2 separate regions of the Rattus norvegicus genome follow, and region 1 is linked to region 2. A link is a contact called in public Hi-C data. All regions are on one chromosome and are shown on one strand. Each heading gives the region's core, a stretch centred on a gene start, on an enhancer-like site or on the middle of the called end of the contact. The rest is flanking DNA. Distances are from core to core; before and after follow the strand shown. Region 1 has its middle 170 kb from the start of Lmo4. Region 2 has its middle 47 kb from the start of Lmo4.

Region 1 (3,134 bases), core at 291-2,790, 130 kb before region 2:
AAACTCACTGTACTCATTGTAGTTAATGAGATGTGGAAAGCCTTGTGCTGTGATTTGCTGGGCCATATGCTGTAAGGGGTCGCCGTTGATTCCACTCTTCCCTATTTAATTCAAGCAGGCCGCAATGCCTTCTTCATATGGCTACTTATATAATAAAAATTAACTTGGGATATTAAAAAGAAAACCACCATTGTGGGGTTTATGACTTGGCGAGGCTCAGTCTCATGTCTTTGCATCGAAACATCTGTAAGTGATGTGTGCCGCTCTAATTTTAAATCCCGCCAAGTATTTCCCATTTAACGTTTGGTTTAACGGACAAACTTGCAGAGGTGGCTTGCAGATCTGTACATGTTCTCAAGGCCATAGATCTGCTTTTTATTATTAGTTTTTTTTAAAAGAAAATAACTGTAATTTAAAACTTGTTTTTAAAAAACCCTCTACATATCAGTGCATGCAGAAGTCATGCCTCTTGAACCTCTTAAAGATGCTGCTGCAATGAATCCGTTGCCCCTACAAGTGGTTTCCTTGTGTTTGACTTTTGCTTTAACTTCTGTGGTAGGTGGGGGAACTTCTGAACACTGGAGAGTTGGCTATGGGTGGGAGGGATAAGGTGGGAGGAGCCACTGCTGGGGTTTGGGGGTGAGGGGTGGACACCTCTGCAAGAATGGACAGAGGAAACACACCAAGCCCCTTCAGGGCGTCCAGTAATCAACATTTTATTTCCTTACACTTAAACAACGAAAGTTCTCACTAATTCTCAGAGGAGCCAGGCCCTCTGATCTATCCATGGATCTGAGCTATAAACTGGTAAAAGCCAGCCCCTCCTCTGTCTGCTAGTAGGGTTACCCAATAAAACAGAGGGCCCGAAATGTGAATTTCAGATGAATCACATATACTTTTTAGTACAAATGCACCCCAGGCTGCATTTGGGGCATACTTAAATTAAGACTTGAGTAAGGCAGTATCTGGAATCCAAACCCATCCTGTATTCACTTGCTAAATCGGGCCAGCCCCGTCCATACCTGGATCAGGCGGGTTTTCTGACTGCATCCTAAGGGTGGCCTGAATTTAAGCGGAAGGGTGGGCGGAAGCCATTAATGCTTCCCTGGGGATGGTGCAGCCCCTGCGAGCTCTACTCTGCAGTTATTAAACTCGGGCTCCCGGGGCTCTGAGGCATGCTGACTCAGCATCTGGGCAAGGGGGATGCTGGACCCCAGAAACATAATTAAACTGCTTCCACGACTGACTCGAAAATAAAAGTGTGTGTGTGGGGCGGGGAGAGAAACTTGAGGGGGAAGTTAAACAACAAATGGCGAGGTGTGGCGTGAAACCTCAGGGAAACTGTCGGTTTTGCTTCAAGGGAATTGAATTGTGAAACTTGCAAGTTGCGAAATTTCACTCGCTGATGCCTGTGAGAACTGAAGTTTGTTTTAATTGTCAATTAAAGCTGGGATCTGAGGAGCCTTAGGGCGGTGCTGGCCCAAAGGAACCCGGTGCGGGCCGGATGGATGACGGGGCCGGCCACTGGGGGTCAGGATAAGCTCGCAGAGGTGCCCTTCGACCGACTGTGCGGTCCGGAGGGGAGCGAGGCTCTGCCCGGGAGGCGGTGCCTGCGAGCTAGGGCCTTGTTGGCCTTCCTGGTTGCTGGAGTGAGCTTCAGGTACCAAATGGCCTTTGCCAGAGTGCAATCAGCTATGTGCAGATGACCACATCCTGATAACAGAAGAAGTACGGCCTTGTTGAAGATTTTATGAAACAGAAAACAATTCATTTTGCATTCATACGGAGACTTAGGATAGAAAACAGCCAAGCCCTGAGTGTTTTGCTTAGAACTTGTTTAAGGCGGGGTGCGGGGAGGGTGGATAGAGAGAACACAGAGATACAGAGGGGAAGGGAGACGGGGAAGGAGGGAGAGAGATCCAGAGGAGGGGGGAGGGATGCAGAGAGACAGAGAGACAGAGAGACAGAGAGAACATACAGAGAGAGATTAAAGAAGAACCGCCCCCCCCCCCCCCCCCAAACCAAAGTTGTGATGTTTGCAAGCCGCTGTTGACTTCAGATCGAGGTTGCCTTCTTGTTAACCCGGCCACGCAGCCTCAGAAGATGATTCTCCCACCAAGGGATTAACCCCGTGGAACAGTTACGGAATGTGCGGTCTCTAGAGACTCGAGATCAAGGAGTCTAAAATGTTTGTAAGGGGGAAAAATCCTCAGTGGCTTGGGAGCTTTACGGAGACACTTTAAAGGAGAATCAAAATTGCCCTTATTTAAGAGCTTCGGAGATCCAAATATAAGCCTCTTTTCTTTCGCCAAGAAGGCCACTTACTCATTTGGTGTGCCTTTAATGCTTAAAGGGAACACTGGGGTTCCTATTCGGTCCCAAACACGACTTTATGATTTTTTTTTTTTTTTTTTTTTTGCAAAGTCCGCTTTCCTTTTTTCTTTTTCCCCTTAGCGCCTCAGATTTCTGTTCTATTTGGGGACGAGATGTTGAAGGGAGTCTGAATGGCTGTCTCAGACACTGCCTGAGAGACAGGCTTGGTGTCTTTCAAGTGGCTCCAAGTGCTTGGGTGGCAGGGTTCCTCAGACTGAGGGTGATGTCAAAAGGTTCTCTGATGACAGTCGCTCGGTTTAGAGATGATCCGCCACGAACGTTTCAATCATACATTCGGCCATCTTTGTGAGGACTCACTCCATCTCTGCGGGACTGGTGTTGAGGTGGGGGTGGGGCACAGTATCTGAAAACAGAATCTAGATGGGGGGGGGGGCAAGGACGTGAAGGGACACAGTAAACCGTTGGCTGGCCTGACACGGTGTTCCGGAGAATGAGGAAATCATTCTTTTTTTTTCTTTCTGGAAGGAGGAGAAGCCACAAGTTTATTTAATCTTTTCTAGGCAACTTACTTTTATTGCATTTTTAATTCCCTCTCCTGCATTACCATGACCCTTTTCCCTGGCTTCCCACGCCTGTCCTTAATTACTTATCATTAGCAATGTACACGGGGCCTCGCTGCATATTTATAAATGTGATCATTAGTACATGGGAAGACAAAGGCTTCTTTAAGACTGTCATTAGTTATTCTGTTTTCATGGAAATGTTCATTAGGAAAAACTACCCACCTGGTTAAATAATTA
Region 2 (3,156 bases), core at 132-2,631:
TCTACTGAGCCAAATGTGCTCGTCACACTCCATTAGCATGTGTGAGACAGTTGGGGAAGGGCCATCTGATTAGACAGAAGGAAACCTGGATTCTTCACATTGGGACTTGTTACCACTGAATAATGTCTTTGCAAGAGGGACCGGTTTAGATTTTGCTAATTTCTTCTGCGATGGAAAATAAGTGAGTGGCTTTTGTGGAGAGAGTCTGCAGAGGTGGGTCACAAACAGTGCCTTCAAACTGATCCCTTTGAAAAATGTTTTGGAAGAAGACTTTGAGTTGGGCCTGGCGGTGGAGGTCTGGAATACCAGTTACTCATGAGGTTACGGCAGGAGGAGCACGGGTTCGGGGTCAGCTGGGGCAACTGAGTAAGACCCTGTCTTAAAGTAAAAAGTGAAAAAAAAAAGAAAAAAGAAAAGGGATATCATGTAATTCAGTGGTTGGGCACTTGCCTAATATGTACAAGACCCTAGTTTCAACAGCCCCAACCTTAGGATTACAGAATGATAGATAAATAGATATTTCATGGATGAATAAAATAAATAAGAAGAGACCAGGTGTCATAACACAGGGTTGTCATCTCAGCGTGGGGGAGGCAGAGGAGGGAAGTTTGAGGCCAGCCTGGCCTATATAGCAAGGCCCTGTCTTGAAAGCCAATGGCCCTGCCACTCACTCAAACAAAATGAACGCACAAAAAGCAAATACACCCATTTGCCAGTGGAAGAAACTTCTGTTGATACTTGCCTCTTAAAATGTCCTCCGTGGCCCTGGCAGGAACCAATCAGCTGCAGTTTCCGGTCCGAAGCCGCAGGGTGAGGATTTGATTCAGATGCGGACTTACTTCTGAAGGCGTTCTAACCTGACTAGGAACAGAATTCACGCAGCTGTTTTACTTTGTCTGTCTTTTTTTGGGGGGCGGGGGGAAGCAGAGCAAAAATCCTTGAGGGATGGGAAGATAAGAAACGGTTGGATTCTGGGCATTCCAGGACTGCTAAATACCGCGACCTCTGCTCTACAAGGCAAGGACAGAGTAGGCGTTACTTTCTCCTGGGGCGACCGTTGGAACCCACATTGAATGAAAGACAATCTATTATGGGAAGGAAAGAGAGCCTTCCTGACCACTGCCTGAATAATTTCATATGTATGAGTATGGCAGTGCCCTGTGTTGAGAGCTCATCCCACATATGATCAAAGAATTATTAAATGTTGACTATTAAATATTTTAGATAGTCTCACACTGTGTTTATCTTCCTAGAATGATGAATATGCAGATTTAGAATTTCTTCATTTCCAGGCAAATTGTGCCATCAAGTCCTTGGCGAGCAGGAACCCTGATGGGATGACTCACCATAGCCGGCAGCTTCTGTGTCAGAAAGGCCAGGCCATCCCAAGACTCCGAGAAGGAGGACATTCAGATGGGGAACTGTACCACTCTGGTGACAGTCTCTGGACACTTATGTGATTTAGTGATTTTGAATAACAGTTTCCTAGCCCAGACAAGCAGGGACAGTAAACATGCCACTTCCAAGATCAGGAAAGGGTAAGGACCAACCAGAGGGCAAGGGAGAGAGGTCTATGCCCCTGGAAGAGCAGCCTTGAAGGCAGCAGTTGCTACAAAACACGCATCCCTGTCTTCAGCCTGTTCTGTCTGTCTGGCTCCGTGGGCTCCAAGCCTTGGTCCAGGAATGCTGTGTTGTTCTTTCCCGTGACTGCACAGAATGTGTTTGCCTTGTTGAAGGCCAGCCCAGGACTAATTTTGAAAAGTAAATCTGGGAAACGGCTTAATTTCATTTCCCTAGAGATTTTTCTGGAGCAAAGTTGGGAGAAGTGGTAAGGAGAGCAGAGGAGAAGTCACAGGCAGGAGCGGCAGGATTTTGCCTCTCCCTGGTTTCTGGACTGTGAATGGAGTTTAAAGGACTTTCAGTAGGCCGTGGTGATTTTTAAGACCGCACTGCTGAGATTTACAGCCCATGAGATACTGCTATAAACTCTACGATCTTTAACTCGAGTGTCTTCTCGAACGCTCGGAAGAAAGGCACAAGGGACTGTGTCCTGGTGACTCACCATTTGTGTTCCCACTACTTGTGTTTACTGAGCACTTACTAACTACCAGGGACTGTCTCTCTTCCTTGTCTCTCACCACTGCATCATAGCCTCTTCCTTGGAAGAATAAAAACAGCAATGACAACCACCAAACTCCACAAACCCCAGAAAAACAAAAACCCAAACACCAAATGAATGAAACAAAAACAAAACAAAACAACCCCCCCCAAAAAACAAACAAAAACCCACAAACAAACAAACAAAAAACCAAATCCAAAACAAAAAAACAAAACCACATGCTGAGGGCCTGGACAAGGCTCAGATTGTAGAGTACTCGTTTAATATTCACCATACCCTGGGTTTAGTTCTAACCCTATATCGGCTGGTTGGGCCAGGTAGGGGATGTCTGAAATTCTAGCCCTCGGGAGGTAGAGGCAGAAGGACTAGAAGCTCAAAGTCACCCTTAGCTGGTCTGAACAACGTGAGACTAACAAAGTCAGAAAAAGGAAAAAGACAAGGCTTTCGACTTAAGTCAAAAAAATAGCCACTTTAGAAGAAACCCTGAATGGAACTTGCTTTTCCCTGGGGGTAGTGCAGGCTGGTATATCCTGGAGAGGGAGGGAGCACGGACTGCGGACCGTGTGTTCCACCTCAACCCCGGGCTCCCTTAACTTTCCAATTGCATTCCATTCTTGACTTGCTGGGCTATGCTGGCTGTGCCCTGCCTTCCTCTCTTCCTGTCTTTCACTTTCCCCACCATCTACCTGGGTTATTAGGGAATGACCCAAAAGTGGGAGCCATCTTCTGTGAGTGGCCACAGCAGCCCCCTGGCTGTGGTGGCCGATTTATTCAGTGCAGTAGCCGGTGGCAGAGCAGATGCTGGACTCAGGAGAAGAGGGGAGGGGCTGCCTGCTTTACCAACCAGATTTTGCTTGGGTGTGGGGCTTTCCGTGCTGGGCCGATCTCTTGGGCCCTGGTTAGAGTCCTCAAGAGTAAAGCGAGGGAGCTAACGCGCATGGCAGCTAACGCATACCCTTCACGTTTTGTTTCTTGTTTCCCAAACACTGTTTTATGTAACCCGCCTATGGGCAGAACAGATTTGGCAAATGATATTC

What was found. A called contact is a pair of places that touch in the nucleus more often than the background predicts.
Region 1: a contact with region 2 is called in a Hi-C map of Schwann cells, with 2.2 times the contacts expected there. The contact joins two enhancer-like sites. A contact is called at or near these places in 3 of 12 Hi-C or Micro-C datasets (the Rat2 cell line, Schwann cells and mammary epithelial cells) and 1 of 1 datasets of contacts at active chromatin or transcription factors (oligodendrocytes).

What each region holds. Positions count from the first base shown.
Region 1 is chr2:236,114,202-236,117,335 of GRCr8, reverse strand. No RefSeq gene overlaps it. Among named protein-coding and RNA genes, the nearest start is that of Lmo4, 170 kb to the right of the region's middle. Within about 2 kb of position 1,540, at least 8 of the 93 cell types and tissues checked have an H3K27ac peak or open chromatin away from gene starts, as enhancers often do. A contact at or near this core is called in Schwann cells, where this site is marked.
Region 2 is chr2:235,987,181-235,990,336 of GRCr8, reverse strand. No RefSeq gene overlaps it. Among named protein-coding and RNA genes, the nearest start is that of Lmo4, 47 kb to the right of the region's middle. Within about 2 kb of position 1,381, at least 14 of the 93 cell types and tissues checked have an H3K27ac peak or open chromatin away from gene starts, as enhancers often do. A contact at or near this core is called in Schwann cells, where this site is marked.